2 separate regions of the Sus scrofa genome follow, and region 2 is linked to region 1. The links are chromatin contacts, called in public Hi-C maps. All regions are on one chromosome and are shown on one strand. The core of a region is the stretch at or near the end of the contact, and the rest is flanking DNA. Distances in the headings are between cores, read along the strand shown. Region 1 has its middle 44 kb from the start of LRRC32. Region 2 holds the start of LRRC32 (leucine-rich repeat-containing protein 32).

Evidence for each region. A called contact is a pair of places that touch in the nucleus more often than the background predicts.
Region 2: a contact with region 1 is called in a Hi-C map of retroperitoneal adipose tissue, with 1.5 times the contacts expected there. The contact joins the promoter of LRRC32 here to the enhancer-like site in region 1. A contact is called at or near these places in 1 of 5 promoter capture datasets (liver), 6 of 47 Hi-C or Micro-C datasets (embryonic fibroblasts, heart right ventricle, liver and 2 more) and 1 of 2 datasets of contacts at active chromatin or transcription factors (skeletal muscle).

The regions. Positions count from the first base shown.
Region 1 is chr9:10,769,790-10,774,743 of Sscrofa11.1, reverse strand. No RefSeq gene overlaps it. Among named protein-coding and RNA genes, the nearest start is that of LRRC32, 44 kb to the left of the region's middle. Within about 2 kb of position 1,278, at least 14 of the 83 cell types and tissues checked have an H3K27ac peak or open chromatin away from gene starts, as enhancers often do. A contact at or near this core is called in liver, retroperitoneal adipose tissue and skeletal muscle, where this site is marked.
Region 2 is chr9:10,813,905-10,818,672 of Sscrofa11.1, reverse strand. LRRC32 (leucine-rich repeat-containing protein 32) reads left to right here and starts at 2,781. Exons shown (of 3, transcript XM_003129671.4): 1 at 2,781-3,268.

The sequences.
Region 1 (4,954 bases), core at 29-2,528:
TAATTGGGAAAATTTAAATAAGACTGGATATATGATGACAATAAAACCCTGAAAATATAAATTCGATCATGGTATTCTGGTTATGACTTTATTGTTTAGAAATATATACCGAATATTTATGGTTAAAATGATTTGACATTTTGGGTAGCTCCAAATAATCCAGTGGGGGAGAGGTTGGAGGACAGCAATGAAAGGAGAGCCGAGGACATTTGGGGAGTTCCCGCAGCTGTAGCTCTGCTCCAACCCCCAGCCTGGGAACTTCCATATGCCACCAGCGAGGTCCTTAAAAAAGAAGGAAAAAAAAAAAGGATATTTGTCCTCTTCTATTTTTGTGTATGCTTGAAATTTTCCACCATAAATTGTCCTTGCTGCTCTGAAGGAGGTGGGACAGGGACTTAACCTTCAAGGAATGGACGGGCTGCCTCCGAGACAAGTGGGGGCCCATCCCAGAGAGCTGCTCCTCCCTTGAGCGAACAAGCAGGAACGTGCCTGTGGAGGGACAGCACGTGCACGTGCGAGAAGGTTCCACAACCTGGGGGTGGCAAGGAATGGGCCCTGCAGGAGAGGCTGAGCAGAAGTTCCCGGCCAGGGATCGAACCCTCCCTGGTGCTGGGGAGAAGCACAGAGGCCTTGAGGGCCCGGCCAGGAAGCCCCAGAGAGGGGCTTGATATCAGGGCCCCTTTTAGCCATGTCACTCAAGCGACTGGCCCATTGGAGGAAGGGGCCAAGTGGGTGTGGGGAGACCTGAGCAGAGGCTGGGCGGGGCTCCTGGGGAGAGCCGAGGTGCCCTGAGCTGGGGCCACCTGGGGACAGATTGGAGGAGCTGGCGGGGGCTGCCGTGGGAGCTGCTCGAGCAGCTTCCAGCTTGGGCGGCTTGATGGATGTTCACGCTGTTATTAAAATGGGGTGGTGGGGGGAGCAGGTTAGGTACCCCTATCTAGAGCCTGGCTAGGAGGCCGGGGACTGGGTTCTGGCCCCAGCCCTGCTATCTGGCTGTGGACCCCAAGGCCCGTCTCTGCCCCTTTCTGGCTCGGGGGTCCCCATCTCTGAAGCAAGGGGTAGGCGCCTCAGGCCAGGAGTTGCCCAAATCCACCCTGGGCAGACTTGCCCCGAGCCCATGGGTGCATCCTTCTTGCCCGCAAGGAGATCACGAGTGCCCCTCCGGTCTTGCTGAAAATCCAGTCGCGTGATGTCAATGGCATTTCCCTTCAGAAAAAGGAAATGAGGTTAGCAAGCGAGTTACCAGGAAAGGAAAGTTCATCGGGCCCCACCCTCTGCAGCCCCGTGCTCTCCCTTCCTACCCGAGCGCTCAGCCTGGCGCTGGGGACAAGACCCAGAAACGTCACACTTCAGACAGAGGCCTCCGCTTCACATGGGTGAGTGTGGCCTGTTACAGCTTTGACTCCCAAGCAGGGCTGGGCCACCCCCAACAGAGCCAGCACCCTCTCCAGCGCCCGGTCACAGGAAGCACCCAGCTCTCATTAAATGTCAGCAGGACCCTAATAGTGAGCTCTTTCCCCGTGAGGAGGCTGAGACCCCAAGAGCGGAAGGGACATGGCCAAGATCACAGGGCAAATCACAGCAGAACCCAGGTAGCGGGCACAGGGCACCTGGGGGGGTCAGGTAGTCCCAGAGAGCCTGTCGGGCCACAGGTCTCCCGGGGGGATGTCCCCAGAAAGTCCTTCTCCAGCTACAAATAATAAGACTACGCCACCCTCACCTCTATACTTTTGACCATCAGAACATTCTTTAAAATACTATCAAGAAGACAAGTTGAAGACAAATTCCAATCCATCCAATAAAATTGCTGTATACTTTGGAACTGAAAAAGGCCCTGAAATTAATAGCCGATTGATAAAGTGGTCTGTTCAGCAAATGAGTCATTTGAAAGACAGATCTCTTGGCAAACTGGTCATGAATCCATTTTAAGAGACTTGACCTTGAGCCTCGCCCTGACCCCACGCATCACCCCACCTCTGGGGACGGTGAGCCCCGCGGGCAGGGCTCAGGTCCAGCTGTTCTCTGCCCCCAATCCCTGGCCCAGGACCTGGCACACAGTAGGGGCGCTGTCAGTGCGTGAATTGCCGAGTTAACTAAAGATGTGGCTTCTGGTGCTGGACCCAAACATCCTGGAGGGCTGAGGGTCTCATGGGATTTGCCATGGGGCTCTGGTCACCCCCGACGCAGTGAGGTAACGGGGTGGAAAACACTCTCACATCTGCTCTTTGCAAAAGTCAATTTGGGTCATACTTTCCACTGTGCCCCCTGCAGGGAGGGCGTCTGGTTCACCCTCCCACACACCCAGGGGCTGGGGGTTTTCAGATGAAGTGGAACTGGGTACGCGTATCTCTGCACCTTTGCAGAGTCGCTCAGCAACAAGGGAGCCAGAAAAGGCAGGGTGCACACGGCTGGTGAGTGTGCGTGTGTGCACGCAAGAGTGTGTGTGTGTTTGCACATGCACGTGTGGATGGCTGTGCCGTGTGGCTTTGTTCTGTGTATACAGATGCTCATGTATCTGCGTTTACTGTTATTGGCATGAATATGTGTCAATGAAATGTATATGCACCCCCAGGTTTGTGTGAATGCACTTTATACACGGACTCTCACAATGAAAGTGCATTGCATCCAGGCACCTGTTTATCCATGGAAGGGTATGATGACTGGGTGTGTGTTAACTGGCTTCTGTTTGTGCATATTTGTGTTTTTTGCATAAATACATGTTTGCTTATTTATGTTAATCCACACGAGTGTAGGAGATGTGCGTGTGTGTTTGGGTAAGGGGTGTGTGTGTATATACTCTGTAGTGTATCTTTTTTTTGTTAATTTTTTTGGGGCCATATCCAGGGCATGTCAAGTTCCCGGGCCAGGGATCGAACCCTCCCTGGAGCTGTGGCCTGAATCACAGCTACGGCAACACTGGATACTTAACCCATGGCCCCACCAGGGAACTTCCTATAGGTGCCTCTTACTACAGATGTATGGGTGGGGGTGATACGTACCTACGGGTGCCTGTGGGATTGACTGTTTTATGTGTGCCTGCGTGTGAACACGTGTGTGTGTGTAGACCTACAAATGTGTGTGCCCTGGTGAATTTGTGCGACCTGTGGTAGGTATGAGTGCATATGATTGCAGGTATGTGCACACACAAACAGAGCCTTCTTGCTCGCTCTGCTTCTCCCTCCTGGGAAAGGCAGAGCTTCTGAGCCCTCACCATGGCTGGTGACTCTTCCAGGAACACAGATTCTTGGACCTGAAAAGTAAGACCGTCAGAGGTCCCATGTGGGCGAGGAAGGGGCGTGGGCCGAGGCTTGGGCTCCTCTGAGAACTGGGTGGTGGCCCACAGCTGTGGACCAGGCTGGCAATAGCAGGTGGGACACCTGGGGCCTCAGCCCTCAGTCTGTGCTCTGGAGAGTGTCATTCTCACCCCAGTCTCATCTTTAGTCCACCCCTCTGTGGCTTTCGAAGGCTTTTATTTGGTAGCAGTGACGAAATAAAATCTCACAAGGATGCCCAGCCATGGAAAACAGATGAGTAAGTGGGAGATGCTCTGGCTGAAGGCTGAAGGCTGGGGCTGGAGAGGGGTGTCCATGCAACTGAGCCTGGTCTGTCCGCGGGCCTGCTGGTTTACAGTTTGGAATCTAGTTTACAGTTTGGAACACATGCCATATCCATAATCTCAGCTAAGCTTCATGAACTTCCTCCAGCTGCTGGGGAGACCGGGAGCAGAGCAGTGAAAAGCCTTGGCTCCCCTCCTGCCCCTCTTCTCTCTGAGCCACTTCTGCGCCCCCAGCCTCCCCACCAGTGAGACTTTTGTGACACCCTCACTTGGCACATGTAAAGCAGCACCAAAGCCATGCTTATGACATCCTCATTTTACAGGTGAGGAAACTGAGGCCTGGAGAGACTCTGACTTTGTCCAAAGTCAGTTCAGAGACGCCGGGAAGAACTGAGGTCCATCCTGTCCCTCAGATGCCCACCCCCTGGCATCAGAAGTGTTTTCTTGTTCTTTCGGGCTTGGCCAGGCCATGGTAAACCCCATGTGTGGTTCTGTGGTTGCCCACACAGGCCTAAAAATAGCCAACAAGAGCCCGGGGTTCCCCCTGGGTGATTGGCAGAGGGCTTATGTACCAGGCAGCTTAGCGCTGCTCCTAGAGCAGCAGGTCCAATCTGGGGAGGCCTGGGGTGGCGGGAGGTGGGGGGTCTGGGTACCATGCATGACGTGCCAGAGGCTGTGCCAAGCGTGTAGCAGAGATATTTTATTTCACTCGCTTGCTTTTAAAGTCCTTGATGTCCCGTTGGACAGATAGGGAAATTGAGGCTCAGAGGGACAAGGCGATTGCCCAAGGTCACGGAGCTTCGGTGAAAACCCAGGTTGCTCTGATCCAAGGCCTGCGCTCTTGACCCTTCACCCTATCAGCCCATCCTTATCTCGAACCTGGGGACGGGTGGCATAGGGCAAGAGCAGCCCCTTTGGAGCCACACAGACCTGGTTTCAGATCCAGCCTTGCCGATAACTCCTTGTGGCTTGGGTAAGTCCTTGCCTCCCTCAGCCTCAGTCGCCTCACTCGAAGAATGGGGTGGGGGATGGCCTGGCCCATGATAGAGGATCATGGCGAGGATGGCATGAGATGAGGCGTGGACGTGCCCAGCGTAGGGCCTGGCATACAGTTAAGTGCTCGGTAAATGGCACTCATTGTCTCTCTGCTCCCACCACTGTGGACCGTGCTTCCAAAGGTGGGGTGAGGGGGGCCTTGTTGGCTGAGCCTCTGGAAGTGTCTCGCCAGGTCCAGGAAGGGAAATTACTGATGAGACGTCAGGAGAGGAAGTCCCTGAGAAGGATGCATTTTCCAAAAATGGCCTCGAGGGTATTTTCAGGTCCACAGACTGAAACGTTTCCATTGGAGTCTATTGGCCTCCCCTTGAAATGAAGTAGAACTTTGTGACTGTCTCAGTG
Region 2 (4,768 bases), core at 1,532-4,031, 42 kb before region 1:
GCACTGAGATCTGGCCTGGGAGTCCCGGAGACCCAGGTTCAATTCCTGGCTCCAAAGCTGTGTGACTCGGGCTGGTTACTTAACCTCTCTGAGCCTCAGTTTCCTAGTCAGTAATTGAGACTAAAGGCATCTGAGGCTGTCTGGGGCTATCTTTATCCTGATTTACCTTATGAGATGAAGGATTGGCCCCCAGTAGGTGTTCAGCAAAGAGCAGTGGAACCCGAGGTGGTGTCCAGGGGGCCATGATCCTTCCCACTCTTTTCTACAGTTCGATAAGGACAGCAAGGCTCAGAGAGGTTTAGTGACTTGTCCAAGGTCACACAGGATGTGTACAACATTGCCTTCCTGGGTCACTCACTCTTACTGGAGATGCTTGGGTGTCATCCTGGCCTGAGAAACCCTCCCAAGGCACCTCGAGCCTGCCTGGGTGCCTGAGAGGGTTTTCTCAGCTCAGGTTCTCAAGACACAGGAAAAGTTGTCTCCTAGCTTCACTGACAGATGCATGAATGAGCGGAAGCATTTTCACAAAAATACCAACACAGGGAAGATGAGCTGCCCATTGCTGGCTGTCCAGGAGAATGCCCCCTCCCTGATGGGTGCGAGCAGGAGCTAAGCAACATTGGATGGAAAGCAGGCCTTGGTGGCCTTTAAAAGAAAGCTACCCTCCGCAGGGCCACCAGGCAAATCTCACCCTGCTCGGTTCCCTCTTCAGATCAGGTTCTGATGCCTGGACTTGGTCTTTGAAGCCTCTGGACTCCATCATCCTATGTTCTTGTCTGCCTCCCATCTGGTCTGGGAGCACCACAAGGGTAGGTCCTGGATGCTTTTATTCTGAAAGCTGCCAGGGAAGGAAAACCCGGTTCCCTGAGCAAGGACCACAGGCCAGGCCCCGGACGAGGTATTTATTATGCTCGCTGCTGCATTTCGCCTCCCCAGCAAGCTGGGAAGCAGGTACTATTATGAGTTTCACGTTGCAGATCTGCAAACCGAGGTCAGAAAGATCAAGCAACCTGCTGAAAGTCACACAGCAACCTGACTGCTGAAGAAGCGAAGAGATGAAGGAAGGGGCGCTGAGCACGTGGGGTTCCCGCTTTCAGCCCCCAGTCCCAAGAGGCATCTGCAGCGGGTAGGTACGCTTGGTTGCCCATCTGTCTCCAACTCTTGGGGTGCCCCATCCAGGCACTGAGTGAGGTGGACCTCTGTGAACTGACTAACCACAACCACAGGCTGGGGGGGGCGGTGCGGGGAGGCGGTTGCTCCCCCAACCCCCAGCCCGCCAGAGCCCCTGCCCCGCCCTACCCCAGCCAAAGCTCTGCACCAGCCCAGCGGTTTCTGCTTGGCAGCAGCTCAGAAGAGAGTGAGGTGGCGCTGATGGGCTGGGGGGCAGGGGGTGGGTTGGTCCCGAGAGGCCGGGAATTGTCGACTCCAACTCAGCCATGCTCTGCCCGCGCTGCAGGACTACCACGAAGTGCTTCCCTTGGACAAGGATCTGGAAAAGGAAGCCTCCAGGGTGTGGCAGAGGAATCTCGCTGCAATAAAGACAGCGAGAGGTCCGTTATTCTTAGTTCTGGGACTATTCTTAGTACCAGGGAAGAAGCTACCATCTTACCCACTTTACAGATGGGGAAACTGAGGTTTCCTTTGACCAGATGAGCACTAAAGCCCAGAGAGAGGGTTGCAAAGGCCAGAGGGGCCCTCCCTCAGCCTAGATCTGAAGTTCTAGATCTAGAACCTGTGGGTTGGGGGGGTGCACCCTTCCCAGGTCCTGCAACCTTTCCTACCCTGGCCCTCATTGCAGCTCAGGCCCCTCCCAGCTATCACAGATGCCCTGCTCTGGGCTGTGCCCATCTTCCCAGGCTTGTCCTCCACATTAAGCCAGATTGGGGCGGGGGGCGACAACGAAAGGCAGCTGCCATCTAGAGTTCAGGGACCTCAGTTTCTAAGTCCAGCTTCACCCCGATTTACCACAAGGCTTTGGGTGGCCAACTTCCCAACTGTAAAGTGGGGCACCTGTGCCACCCTCAGGGCTGTGACCATCAGGGAAGCGAGACATCGAGGAAGACAATTTCTCTTCTGCCCTCGGAACTAGGTCTGGAGGACTGGAGGACAGCTGTGCCCCTCCGCCCCTAGGCACCCCTACCAGGGGGCCCCACCCAGCAGGGCACGGTAGCTAGATTTGGTAGGGCCATGGCCTGTAGGAGAGGGGGTGGCTTTGGGGAAGATGACCCTCAGCTTCTGGTGTAAAAGAATGATGCCACCGGGGCTGCTTTTGCACAGCGCTCTGAGCCAACCTGAGAAAGATGGTGCCTGGAAAAGGGCCCCCACTTTGGCCTGGCCTTAGCTTTGGGGACAGACTGGGTTGAAATCCCTGTCTCTTAGAATCCGTGTGACTTCGCATAAGCCATTTAACCTCGCTGGACTCAGTTTCCCCAGACCCTGGCACTGGTTTTTATTTATCCTCGCCATGCCCCTCCCTGGCCTGTTTCTCCATCTGGATTCTGGGGACTTTGGTGACACCTTTTCACAGAACCGGGAGACGGGGAGGAGGAGGACGGGTCTAGGCCCTAGAGCACCATCCAGAGAGGAGAAGTGACGGGCCTGGATCTCCCGGGGCGGGGTGGGGTGGGGTGGCTGCGGTGTGGGGAACCCCCTCTGCGGCCACCCCAGGGCCAGTGAAAGGTCATTTCCTTCCGCCTTCGGCGCTGCCGGCACCTCTCCTGTGTGCTCCCCCCTCAGTGCGGCGGCGCCTACCGGGCCGGGGGAAATCGGGGCCAGGGCGGATTTCCTCTGCGGACCTGCGGCTCCCAGAGCCACCCGCCCCCCGGACCCCGCGGGGCCCCGACCTGCACGTGCGGTGGTGGCCGGGCTCGGCCTCTCTCGGTCTGCGCTTCCTCAGCGACCCCTCTCCCTCCCCGCCCTCGGATCCCGCCCCCTCCCCGGCCGGGTTTCAGCTTCTGGAAAATGCTTCTCCCGCTGGCGGGGTCCGGATAAACCGAGTCACGGGGGCGCGCCGGGCGGGCGCTAGGACCCCGCGGCTGGCCCGAGGGGGGGCGTGGTGGGGCGGGTCGGCGGGAGAGCTATTTAAATTGGAGCCCGAGCCGCCCCCTCGCGGGTCGGGCTCCCGTGGGGCGGTGGACTGGCTGTGCACCTCCTCGGGCCGTGACCCCGGGGTCTGGCGCGGGGTGGAGCCGGGGGGCGGGGGGCGGGCGGGTTCGCGCAAAATGTGCCGGGGCTGCCCGGGAGAGGAGCGGCGGCCGCGCTGAGCCAGGTAGGAGCCGCCCGGCGGGCGAGGCTGGCCCTCGGGGAACCCGCGGTCCCGCGCCCCTCAGGAGCCCAGGGCGCGGAGCAGAGCTGGGGCAAGTCCACCCAGACGCTGATCCCCAACAGGCCCCTCCTATCGCGGTCCCCTGCGTCGCGCGTGGAGCCAGGGTTGAACCTCCCTCGGCCCCTGACGTCTCCGAGGCTCCTAGCTCAGCAGATCTGTCCCGCGAAGGACGACGAGGCTGGCGGTCCCATTTGACAGATGGGAAAACAACTGCAGAAAGGCCGGCCCTTGCCCAGGGAACACACGGCGAGTCCGGGGAGGTTCAGGGTTCGCATCCCGGCCTCGGCCCACCCTCTGACCCTGGCCGGACGTGGTCTTCCCATTCCACCGCACCAGATAGCCTGCCTGTCTCTGGGATGTGGGGGGCGGTGGGGGGGGCGGGGCACCCACCTCTCTCCAAGGGGCTCCGCAGCCAGCCGTCTTCCTGGGTGGTAGGATGTGAGGGACCCCCGCCCCCACCCTCAGCTGCCTGAAATTCCGCCATCACAGCCACATTCCTTTGGGTTAAGGTCTAATTCCCCCGTGGGTTGCACATGTCTCCAGAATGGGCCTTGCCCTTAGTGATTCACTGCCTGGTGGGACCGGCAGCAGCAGCTCTCCCAGGACCCCACTCTGCCGGTGATCGGAGCTGAGAGGTGGGAGAGGCGTGTCCCAGAGCCCAGCCCCGTGAGCCTGTGTGTGTGTGTGTGTGTGTGTGTGTGTGTGTTGAGGTTAGAGGATCATTAGAGGGGGTTGGGGAGTGAGATCTGGGCCTGGTGTTGTGGAACCATTTGCTCTGGAGGCAGACAGACTGGATTCTACTCCCGATTCTGCCATTTCCTGCCTGTGTGACTTTGGGTAAGTCACCTCTCCGAGCCTGGTTTTCCTCATGGGCAGATACTGTTGGGGCAGGCAGCTCAGCCTGGGCTGGAGAAAACACAGCCTTGGGGCCATGTAGGCCTGGGCTGAATCCCATCAGGCTTATGAGCTGGGTAACTGTGGGGTAAGTCACTTCGCCTTCCTGAGCCTCAGTGTTCTCATCTGTAAAATGGAAATTGTAGTAACTACTTCATTGGAGTTGTGAGAGTGAAATGAAATGATACGGGTCACGTGCTTAGAGGAGTGTCTAACGTCCTTAAACAGTAGGAGTGGGCTTAGTGTGGTATTAGGCATCGCCCCCACCCCATTTCTCCCCCTCGTGTCTCTCTCTCTCTCTCTCTCTCTTGAAGTTCAGGCTTCTAGGATGTCCCCTGCCTCCTCTCTTCTGGGCCACTTGTCTTCAGGCTTGGGGTCTCCCCTTCAGCCTTTCTCTCCTTGTCTGGGCGGCTCAGCCCAAGGGTTTGTCCCCGCTGGGAGACACAATATATGTCCAGGGCATGTTCACAGCCATTCTCGGCTTGATTATCACAACCATTGGCAGCAAAAGGTGGCAAAACAGGAACCAGGCTCCTTGCCCTGCAGATG